Linked DNA regions of Rattus norvegicus: region 2 is linked to region 1. A link is a contact called in public Hi-C data. All regions are on one chromosome and are shown on one strand. Each heading gives the region's core, a stretch centred on a gene start, on an enhancer-like site or on the middle of the called end of the contact. The rest is flanking DNA. Distances are from core to core; before and after follow the strand shown.

Region 1 (5,966 bases), core at 1,801-4,300:
TGTGTGTGTGAGAGAGAGAGAGAGAGAGAGAGAGAGAGAGAGAGAGAGTTTATTTTTTATAGTCTGTTAGTTTAACTGGGATATTTGGGATATTTACCTACGCTACTGTTTTTCCTCCCTGCCAACACTGGTTTGTATCTGGCATTGTTTTCATAGTCTAAAAAGCTTTGGAATTTTCCACCTTATAAGTGGGTCTTGTTTTATGGCCCAGGATGGTCTCAAACAAATGATTCAAATGATTCTCTTTTTCCGGCCTCCTGAGCACGAGACCTCTAGACGTACATCCCATGCCTATCTAGAATGCCTTATTGATCAGCCTCCTGAGACCAGTCCTTTCAACTGTGGTCTACCAAAGTGCCTTCTCTTTGCCTTCATCATAGACGGCAGCTTTCACTCACCCTTGATCTTTCCTAATCGTCCCAGTGTAAGGAAAGTAAGAGTATGCAAGAGAACAAGTCAAGTCAAAGACAGGGTACTGGAGTAAGGCAATAGAAATCTCAAAGAAATGTCGGTTTGCCAAACTTACAGAATACTTTTTAAAACTGACTTATTTTTATATCTAAAATAAATAATCAAGAGGGATAAATGTTGAAATGGGGGTGGGGGAATGGCAGAACAGGTACAGGCTTCCAACACAAAGAGACCAAACAAGTTCCTACATGCTTTTCCGCTAACATCAGCACGACCAAGATGACTGTTCCAGCCCAGAACTCCCTTCACTCAACACAGATGCTCCCATGCCGTCCCTTTTTCGGTAATAGCTAGGATTCCTAGACTTCTGAACTATTACCTAAGCACCCAATAGAGAGACATGCGCCCAAAATAGCAGAGAAGGGGGCTGTAGTCTAAACTGCAAATCTATAAATAATGGGCTAAACTTAGGACAACATGACTTCTCTTACACTAGAATTCTTTCAGGATTAGAGAAAAACCCTTTCACAGTTATGAAAAACAGGAAGGAGTAGTGTGAAAAATTATAAAGACAAGGCAAAAACCTCCACTTAGGACAAGATTTTCTAATTTTCATAAATGAGCTTTGTGAGATTATCTACTGACAGTGGCATATACCTGAATCTTGTGCTCTTCCTCTATATGGCAAAGGAGGGAAGCCTGAAAAACCACATTATTTGAAACCTCTGTCACTAGGGTTGAGATCATTTAGACTCTGCCAGAAAGATAAACTTGCTCCAAATATGGAAGCAGAAGCCAGTCTCCTCCCCCCGGCTGAGGAGGTAGCTGATACATGTGCACAGTCCAGCAGACCATTAGGTTCTGAAGTGCTGGCCCGTGTTCCAATACCAGGAAGAGCTTTGGGGCTGTCAGGTCCTCATGGCATTGGCTGTGACTGCCCATAGCCTCAAGGAGTACTAACAACCAATGAAGCTGCCACAGTAGGCAAGAAGGGGTTGGAGAGGCCATGGAAAGCACATTCTGGGTAGTCACAGACACAGACCCTCAGAAGTCAGAACACGAGCTCAACCACACTTAACATATTATGTCCTGCTTCCAAATAAATAGTTAACCCTGCTCTCCCATGCACACTCATTCTTATTCTCTCTCTCTCTCTCTCTCTCTCTCTCTCTCTCTCTCTCTCTCTCTCTCTCTCATCCTTCCTCCACCCCTTACCCCAACTCAAGACAGGGTCTCATTCTAGCCCTCCAGCCCAAACTGGCCTGGAATTCACTATACATAGCCCAGGATGGCCTAAAATTCAGCCTCAGCTTCCTGGGTTCTGTGATTACAGATGCAAGTCACTGCCACTACGCCCGGCTGAGATGCCTCTTTTTCTATCCCTCCCTCAACTCCCTTCAATTTCTTTTGATGACAGGGTCTCACTCTGTTGCCCTGGCTGGCTTAGAACTCATGTAGACGAGGCTGGCCTCGAACTCAAGGATACTGCCTGCCCCTGTCTCTCCTGCCCTCCAAGAGCCAGGATGTAGGCCAGTGCTACCACCATGCTCAGCAAGATGATTCTGTTAGCACCTAAACCAAACGTGCAAAGCAGGTGGAAATTTTTCCATCCCAAAACAAAACCTCCTTGTTGGTTCTTATTTTCTATCACCATTTCTGGAAATTTCTCTGCAACAATTACTGCCACTTTTCTATGTTACTCTCCAATATTCCCTTCCCTGGGCTTCTGTCATTATAACACAGTAAAAGAGCCTCCAGGGTCTCCAGAGAGTTCGAATGGCAAGTTTTAGTAGTGCCCGCCACCGCCTTCACTGTCACAGCCTGTTGGCTTGGCTGGAGCTGCACTGCCCCTTCCTGCCCTCCATCCTGCTGTCCAGCCACCTTCAAGGGATGCTTTGTAGCCCACACATGTGCAATGCCCAGCACTAGTTTATCACTCTCTCTCCTCTCTGGTTTCACACTGGGACTTTGGTTTCACACTGGGGAGTAGCACCCAAAAATCAAACATTTAGCCTCAACTTCTCTCCTGCAGTCCAGATGTAGACACATGGTTGTCTACTGGACATCTTCAGTTGATTGTCTAAAGTCTGTGTCTAAAGCTCTTGACTCCTATCCCTAACTCCTTCCTCAGTTTCTGTCTCTATAAATAGCATCAGCATTAATCCAGCACCCAAGACACAGAAATTATTAACAATACCTCTTTAGTTTTGTAGCAGCAATTCCTTAATAGTTTTACTTTCAAAATATACCTAGGTCCCCATTCCTTCCTACCCCTTCACATCTACCACAGTAGAATAGACCAAAGACCTCCCATCTAAACCACTAGAATGCAGTCTACCTGAGCTGCCTACTCCCCATCAGTCTGTTTCGTGTGGCTTCTAGAATGATCGTTTTTGTTTCTTTGTTGTTTTGAGACAAGGTCTCACTATATATTTCAAGCTAGCCTTGAACTCAGCATCCTGCTTCTGAGTTCTGAACTCCTAAATTCACAATGAGCGCTACCAGTCCTAGCCAAACTGACCTTTCACACGTACAACTCACATCAAGCCACCCCCTCACCAAACCCACTAATGGTGTCCTGCATGCCCAGAATGGAATCCGAAGTTCAGACCAGAGCCTGTGGTGTTCACTACGCTCTCTCCTCCACAGCCTCTCAGATCTGAACTCCTACCGCTCTCCCCTCAGTCACAGCATTCCTTCCAGCTGTACTCACTCCTTGAAGTTCTGTAAATATGCACACTGCTCCGTCCTGGGGCTTTTTACATATGCAGTTCCCAGTCTGGAAGTTATTTCACTGGATTTCCTCCTAAATTCTAGAGCTATGAAGGATCCGTGTAAGAGATGAGTTTCTATCCCACCCAGCTATAAAGGCTCTGCAGCGCTCTAGCAGCCAGAGTTAATTACTGTGATACAGTGCCCTGCTAGAGAGGAGAGAGTGAGAGAGAACACGGGAAGCAGCACCACGCCTGAGTAGGCAGCAATGGCTGCAGCATCGGAAGCAGCCACAGTGAGAAATACAAAGGCTTAAGTCTCCAAGTCTCCCAGGGAAGAAAGCAAGTGGCGCCTGGACTGTGGTTCCTTCAGACACAGGCAGAGCAGACAGACCTGGAGAATGCGGGTTTTCTGCTGGCTATTTGTCATTCTTCTCGATTTGGTCCTTTCCACTTCATGTCTATGAACCCAGCCTCGAAGTTCATGGTTCAACCTAAAAAACAGAGCGATCAAATATATTTCATAGTAGGCTTATTCTTTTGTTGGAAATTAACTTAATTGTTCTTTAGGACCCAAAGAGCAGCCCAACATATCTGACTACTTAACAATACTTTTTGATTTAATTTGAAAAAACCTTGGACATTCAATGCTGTTTATTTTAATAAGACATGGATTGTTACAAGACAAGCTCCTAATCACGAGTTCAAAATCCAAAGAAATAATGGAATATATGTCCAGACAACACAGTCAGATATCACCTTCCCAACTTCAAAAGGGGGATGCTGCCTGCTGAGAATCTTACGTCCACAAGTCTAGCCTTGCCCTGAATTCTAACATCCACTTCATCCCTTCACTCAAACAAGACACATAGAAGCAGGCAACCATCACATCGGATGACCCATCCCCATCTCTACCTAGACAACTGCAGGTTACACTTATCCAACAATAAATCAGATTCTCTTGGCCTCTTAGTAAAGCTGAAGAAATGCTGTTCTAAGTTCTGAAGCTTGCCATGGGGGGCCACACAGTAGTTTCTGTACCAATCCATATCCCTTACCTGAGAGACTCTGTCGTGTTAATGAGGGGCTGACATGGAGGTGGAGGGATATAAAGTAATGGTTCTTCACTTAGCACCATTAAGGCTTTGTCATTGGACACAGAATGATCATATCTGAAATAAACATACACAAAAATCACTTCCTTGTATCATAAATTTCATAAAGCTTAGTGGTGTCGATTTTCATTTAAAAAATGTATACCAAATTTATGTTGCAAGATGGAAATGAACATAACGGAAAGAATCAAGTATAGACCATATGGTGGCCTGTCATTCTCTAAGTCTCTAAGACATGGCAGGTTATTCACATTTGCTTAGCTACTCTTTACTGTGCAGCACATGCTGTGTGTGAAGTCAATGAACTTCGGTGTCGCTAGAGTAGAGGAGAAATTAAGGGAAAGAGTTACCAGTTGGCAGGAAAAAAACAGTATTAAATGACAAGGCCTATAGGTCTGTGGTCATTTGTGACAATGAAACGCAACAGTCTCCCTAATAAAAGTTTGTGTGAAGTGGGAGTAGAGTAGGCCCAAAAATATTTGGCAAGAGAAAAGTGACAAAGTTGAAAAACTGAATAAAAATTTTAGAACCAGGTTGGGAATTTAGCTCAGTGGTAGAACGCTTGCCTAGCAAGTGCAAGGCTCTGGGTTCGGTCCTCAGCTCCGGAAAAAAATAAAATTTTTAGAACCATGGATGGCCTTGAGTCCATAACAAAACACTAAAGGACAATGACTAGTTACTTTAAAAAATACACATTTGTCCCTATCCTACTGCTTTATGGCACAGGATTCACATCTAGAATATGATAAGAAACAAAACTTGAGCTGAGAAATTATCACTGAGCTGAAAATCAGAATGGGAACTGGGCCTGTTACGACTGGTTACATCCTTCAGTCTGTATTTTAATCTATCTTAGATCTGTTCTGAATTTTATGTATAAGATGCTCTGAATTTATAGATATGCTAAAGTACAAAAAATATACAAAATTGAACATGGTAAGCTTCATGCTTTTCACTTATCCATTCAATATTTGGGGAACACCACCTATGTACTGGGTAATCCAAGAGAGAACAAAAGTCCATTCTCAAAGCAACAGGAAAGGCAGATCAAACACAAGAAAACAAATACATAAAATACAGCCAAGCCTTGCTAACTGTTGTAAAAGAAACAAAGGACTCAAACAACAAAGGAAGGCAGGATCTCCTGCAGGTAAAACTAAGGAAAGGATGATATAAGTCAAGGCTAAAGGACAAGAGGAAACCAGCTGTGAGGAAACTAGGGGAAGAGTATACAAGACAAAAGCAAGTGAGAGAAAAACAGACTCCAGAAACACAGAAGACTGCTGAAGAGCTGTGGGCATGTGGGACAGACAGAGAGGAAGTCAGAAAGACTGAGACAGGGTCATAGTTAGGACTTGCTAAATAAAAGAGAAGTTACTAGAGAAGTGAAATACTCCAATTTATCCCTAAGCCTTATAATTGTATCAAAACCAAATATTAGTTAAATACGGAAAGGGAAAACGTCAGAGACGACTGGATGCATGAGCACGTGTGTGAGAAGTGCGACCTGTGGACGGGAGTTTGAGATTCATGCATGTGCACACTCCGGAGGCCGGAGTACAGAGGAGTCACTGCAGCAGGAGGTAGACGGAGTTCCCAGCGCCACAGCTTGGGATCTGCACAAAGGAGAAGCTTACCAGGGAAATCAGGAGGGAAGGAGGGAAGACAGAATGAGTACGATAAGCTTGCACAAGGGAGGTGAAGGCAGGAGGCTCACAGGTCAAAGCAC
Region 2 (6,088 bases), core at 2,122-4,621, 49 kb after region 1:
GCACAGGACTGTTTGGGCCTTCAGTAGTTAGCAGGCTGAACATAGTGACTACTGCTCCTGGTATGGAAACACAAACCAGAACATGCTCAAAATTCCTCTGTAACTTTATATGCAAATCCCCTCAATGGAAGACAGCTGGATTCAATACTAAATACTTCTATGACCACTAATTTTGATGGTCAGATTTTTCTTTTTAATGTTCTTCAAAAATTTCAAACTATATATCCAACATTTCTGGAATAGCTACTTTCTCTAAAATAGCACACTTGTGTCAATGTGTTCAAATATCTCTTTGCATCAGTTTTTCTCATCTAAAAAATGAAAATATTTATGCCTATCCCAAGAGACGCATAACTATTAAGATAATGTATTTAAGCGCGCCTATCCCAAGAGACGCATAACTATTAAGTAAGATAATGTATTTAAGCGCTGAGAAGAATGGCACACAATAACAGTGTGGCATTATTAACACTTGTTCTGCTTAATAGAAGCTTTCATGTATTATTAACTCATTAGTTCTCATAATTGTTATGTAACTATACCAATTTAAATCTCAAATTAAAAGGTAAAATTCGGGCTGGAGAGATGGCTCAGCGGTTAAGAGCGCCCGACCGCTCTTCCAGAGGTCATGAGTTCAATTCCCAGCAACCACATGGTGGCTCACAACCATCTGTAAAGAGATCTGATGCCCTCTTCTGGTGTATCTGAAGACAGCTACAGTGTACTTATATATAATAAATAAATAAATCTTTAAAAAAAAAAAAAAAAGGTAAAATTCTGAGAATAAAACCGATTACACTTTATAATTTTTTAGAAGAAATATTATAATTACCAAGATTTGGCTAGCTAGACCACTTGGCTTCACTCTGGCGTCCCTTGTTACTAAACGTTACTCTCTTAAGTATCCCCTAATTCTAGTAATTTGTATATCATCAAAGAAGTCTGAAGGTGAATCAGAACTTAAACCTGTAGGAGTCACATCTGTTCCATGTTTCCTTCTTGTCCACATGGTACATGTATATATATATATTCTCACGTGCATGCACATGTGTGTGGAGGCTGGAGGCTGCTATTGGGTACTTCTTCCAACAAAAGAAGGTTCCACCTTCTTTTCTGAGACAGGTCTCTCCCTGAGATTGGAGCTTATCAACTAGCTAGACAGGCTGGCCAGGCACCTGCCTACTTCCAGAGAGGCCCTAGAGCACCCAGCTTCCTGTGTGGGCACTGGGATCTGAACTCAGATCCTCAGGTTTATGCGGCAAGCACTTTACTGACTGAGCCAACTCCCCTCATTCCACTTTCAAATTTAAAAAAGAAGTATGGGGCTGGAGAGATGGCTCAGCGGTTAAGAGCGCTGTCTGCTCTTCCAGAGGTCCTGAGTTCAATTCCCAGCAACCACATGGTGGCTCACAACCACTTATAATCAGGTCTGGTGCCCTCTTCTGGCCTGCAGGAATACACGCAGGCAGAAAGCTGTATGATGTATACATAATAAATAAATAAATTTATAAAAAAAAAAAATAAAAAAAATAAATAAAAAAGAAGTATGAAAGGCACATATTTAATATTCAGCTTATAATAGTAATACCAAAGATTATACTATAAAAACAATTTTATTGGCACATGCTCATCATAGTTTTCAGATCATTTGAAATTCAAAATGTATGATTTTTAATCTCTGGAACTGCTCAGAATAGATCAATCTGTGTCTCGCTATAGCTCTCGGGCTGGCAGTGGTGGCACACACCTTTTATCCCAGCACTCAGGAGGCAGACGCCATGTGGATCTATCTTCAGGCCAGCCTGGTCTAGAGAGTGAGTTCAGGACAGCCAGAGCTACACAGAGAAACCCTGTTTGAAAAAAAAAAAGAAAAGAAAAGAAAAAAAGCAAAACCAAAAAAGATCTCCTATCACTCCACATAGCCAAGAGCTGAGAGCAACCCTTGAGTATACTCCCTTGTTAACACACTGCCATGTTAGTGTCCTCCTATGACTTTTTATATGTGTGTTTGAATAGCTGTGGAACTATAATGAACTTAAACTCTTAGCCTTTGGAAAAACACAAATCATTTTGAGGTCTTGGTAATACTTTATTTTAGGTACTAGTCCTAAAACTCCATTTATGAATATACACTAAATCTTATACTTCATTTCAAAGAGTTTACGAATCCTTAACATCCATTTGCAAATCACAAGGACACTTATTCCTAGGCTGCTATTTTCCCTACTTAACAAAACAAATAGGAATGTTGCTCCTGAATGAAGGCAGGCATTGCAAATTGTTTCTCTTTCTTTTGTCATTTTTATTAGGAATAGGTTTACACCCATACATCCAGTCTTAGTTTAGTTCTTTTTATCAACGTTCTATTGCCCGTGGTTGAGATCAAATTTATGAAGCCTTCTCCATCAGAAGCATGCTCCAGGGAGATACACTAACCAATCTTAAATGCAAATATGGCCATTAAAGCACATGTGACATTGATGTTTATTTACGCATGCCCGATTAACTCCTAGTTAATCAGTGTCAATCAGTTAATTAGTGTCAATAAAGGCAATCCTGAGAAATGAATGCTACATGCATTTTCTCATAGCCACGTATACACGGATCAATGTAAGTACAGAATGACTAAGCTGCCTCAGATGCACATATCTCAAGATTATCATTCCTCAAGCCTGAATTTCTATCACTAGTGTATGAACCCTAGACATCCATTTGCCTTTCTGGTAGAATCGCGAGCACACGATGCCATCTGGTGGAGAAAATAGAGAAAAACACCAATGCTGAGCTAATTGGCAAATCAGGTCTTCTAAAATCTAGTTCAACGCCCTGCTACAGTCTCCTCAGAAATTAAGAGCCATATTTATTGCTCAACACATCCCTGATTTGAAATGGTCCTTATTATTTTAAATCCTAACCACACCTAAAAAAAAATCAAAACAAAAAGGCCACAGCCAGAATAATCTCAGAATAAAATAGCAATAAAACATCTTCCAAAGTTTCTTCCTCATTCTAAGTGATTTCCTATCAAAAGCCTCAGCCAGTTGTGGCCCACACCTTTAGTGCCAGCACTCAGGAGGCAGGAGCAAGCAGATCTCTGCTGCTTTGAAGCCAGCTGGGTCTACTTACAGAGTTCCAGGCCAGTTAAGGATACATGAGACTCTGCCTCAAAAAAAAGCAAGAAAAAGAGAAATCAGGAGAAGGAGGAGGAGGAAGATGAGAAAGAAGAGGAAGAAGAGAAGGAGGAGAAAGAGGAGGAGGAAAACAACCACCACCACCACAAGAACAACAGCAGCACCTTGAATCCAGATATTATCACAATAAAAGCTGTAAGAAAAAAGAAGCAGCTTTCCGGCGGTGATGACCTCCCTACGAGAACATGTCTCTCACAAAGGATCTCCTTCATCCCTCTCCAAAAGAGAAGAAAAAGCGCCTGGTGCAGAGCCCCAATTGCTACTTTATGGATGTGAAATGCCCAGGATGCTATAAAATCACCACGGTCTTTAGCCATGCACAAACAGTAGTCTTGTGTGTTGGCTGCTCCATGGTCCTCTGTCAGCCTACAGGTGGGAAAGCAAGGCTGACAGAAGGATGCTCCTTCAGGAGGAAGCAGCACTGAAAGCCCCTGATTCAAGATGAGTGGAACCTTCCCAATAAATACATTTTGGATATATATTTTTAAAGAAAAGAAAGAAGGGGGGTTGGGGATTTAGTTCAGTGGTAGAGCACTTGCCTAGCAAGCGCAAGGCCCTGGGTTCGGTCCCCAGCTCCGAAAAAAAAAAAAAAAGAAAGAAGGAAAGAAAGAAACAGTTATGATCTGTAATGTACTGTCTCTCGAAGGACATGAACCTCATCACTTTAGTTTTCTCTGCAAAATCTTTAGACAAGGACATTTTCTGATGTGATGCCACACGCTCAAAAAATTGAACACATATTAAAGTGTGTAATATAAGCCTTATTAAACTATGTAATATAAACCTCGTTTCTTCCAATAAAGGCAGAGCATCAGTCTCACGGGTACCTTTGGTGGGCGCAGGCTGTATACTGATAATCGACTGCTGCTTTGCCAGTGGCATCAGGGCTGGCAGTGTCTGAATGATGATGGTCTTTGCTGGGACACTGGCGTTTGCTGGAGTCTTGGGTGCTGCTGGAAGTAACAAAGGCTTGGGCTGAACTGAAGGTTTTGAACTCATCTGGATTTTTTTCTTTGGAGTCAGTCCATGTTCTGGAGTAAAAAAACAAAATTCAAATCAATCTGAAGAAAGTTAAGAAAACATATCACGTTACATGCGCTCCTCTATGTATTAGCCTGACTTCAAGTAACAGTCACCAAGGGGCATATGCACAGCTTCTCTGTAACAGAGTGGACTGAAAAGAACTCCCCGACCTGAGATCATCCTCTGTGCAGTTCTGGAAGGGGGAACATGATCTGGTAAAGGCTAACAGTACTGAATGAAGCCTGCGCTTAATGAGCTGAGAGGCTCACAGTGTCTGTAACTGGACCTTTACAGCCTCTCCTGCAGACAACAGAACCCAAGTCTACTTTAATATTTCTCACCTATGATGACAAAGACCATCACAGGAAAATTTCTCCCCTTGTCCTCTTCGCAGTTGTCATTCAAAACAACAACAACAAAAAAGATGTAATTTAGGGTTTTAAGAGTACTGGTTGTTACACAAGTGGACCTGGATTCTGGAACAGGTCACAACTATCTGCAATCCTAGTCCCAGGGGATTCGAAGCCCTCTTTTGGCCTCTGGGGACAGGAGACACCCACTTGGATCACAGATATATATATAGATATAGATATAGATATAGATATAGATATAGATATAGATATAGATATAGATACAGATATAGATATAGATATATAGATATATAGATATATATACATAAAACACCCATACACAGGTCAGTTTAATAAATATAAACTTAATCCAAGATTTGCCTTTTAAATATGGAATCTAAGTTGTCTAAAATAGAAATAATAGACGTTGGGCGAGCGACAGATACCCACCCGTTTTGTTTCCAGGACCAGTGACAGGCTTCTCTTCCTTCAGTGGCTCTGCTGAGGAGGGGCTGTGACAGCTGTCGCCATACAAGGAAAGGGGAGACTGAGAACTAGACAACAAGTCCAACTCCTCCTGCAGGAAAACACAAACAATTCATGAGCAAGGGTGCAATCTTTGAGCGACAAACTACTTACAAAGAGAACAAGATCTTACATAAACAGAAAAGTGAAGCAATAGGCTATGTGGGGGAATAAATTCATGTGACAGAAGCTGAGCAGTCCCATGCTAGCCCACCTGCAATTTGACTCAGTCTAAATCCAACGCCTTGGGAACCATTGGAGCCAACAATGACTTTCAGTCAAGGTCAAAGGTCTGAAAGCCTGGGGTCCTGGTGTCCAAAGGTTAGAGAATATGGATGTCGTAGCTCTAGAAGAGGTAATTTTTTTTTTCTATCTCTGTTTACTCTATCCAGACTGAGGGTAAATCTTGCTTCCTGTTTGTTGTTCCAAATGCCAATGTCTTCCAGAAACGTTATCACAAATAACCAAAAATAATCTTTTATGCTTTTTTCTCCTGTCATATGGAAAAAGACCCAGCTTTTTCTTTTTACATTGGATATTTTATATATTTACATTTCAAATGTTATCCCCTTTCACCACCACCCCCATACACCCTCTCCTTGCTTCCCACCTACCCACTCTCACCTCAACACCCTGGCATTCCCCTACACTGGGGAAATGAGCCTTCACAGAACCAAGGGCTTCTCCTCCTATTGATGCCAGACAAGGCCGTCCTCTGCTACATATGCGGCTGAAGCCATGGGTCCCTCCATGTGTACTCTTTGGTTGGTGGTTTAGTCCCTGGGAGTTCTGGAGGGTCTGGTTGTTGATATTGTTGTTCTTCCTATGGGGTTGCAAACCCCTTCAGCTCCTTAGGCTTTTCTCTAACTCCTCCATTGGGGTCCCCATGTTCAGTCCGATGCTTAGCTGCAAGCATCCTCATCTGTATCAGTAAGGCTCTGGCAGAGCCTCTCAGGAGACATCCATATCAGGCTCATATCAGCAAGCACTTGTGGCATT

What was found. A called contact is a pair of places that touch in the nucleus more often than the background predicts.
Region 2: a contact with region 1 is called in a Hi-C map of Schwann cells, with 2.0 times the contacts expected there. The contact joins the promoter of LOC100911728 here to the enhancer-like site in region 1. A contact is called at or near these places in 3 of 12 Hi-C or Micro-C datasets (Schwann cells, kidney and liver).

The regions. Positions count from the first base shown.
Region 1 is chr13:85,563,246-85,569,211 of GRCr8, forward strand. It overlaps Atf6 (activating transcription factor 6), which reads right to left. Exons shown (of 16, transcript NM_001107196.1): 11 at 4,181-4,294; 12 at 3,517-3,616. Among named protein-coding and RNA genes, the nearest start is that of Atf6, 73 kb to the right of the region's middle. Within about 2 kb of position 3,051, at least 5 of the 93 cell types and tissues checked have an H3K27ac peak or open chromatin away from gene starts, as enhancers often do. A contact at or near this core is called in Schwann cells, where this site is marked.
Region 2 is chr13:85,612,163-85,618,250 of GRCr8, forward strand. It overlaps LOC100911728 (40S ribosomal protein S27-like), which reads left to right and starts at 3,372. Exons shown (of 1, transcript XM_003751271.6): 1 at 3,372-3,672. The coding sequence starts at 3,377. The coding sequence ends at 3,616. Atf6 (activating transcription factor 6) reads right to left here. Exons shown (of 16, transcript NM_001107196.1): 5 at 5,015-5,141; 6 at 4,019-4,222.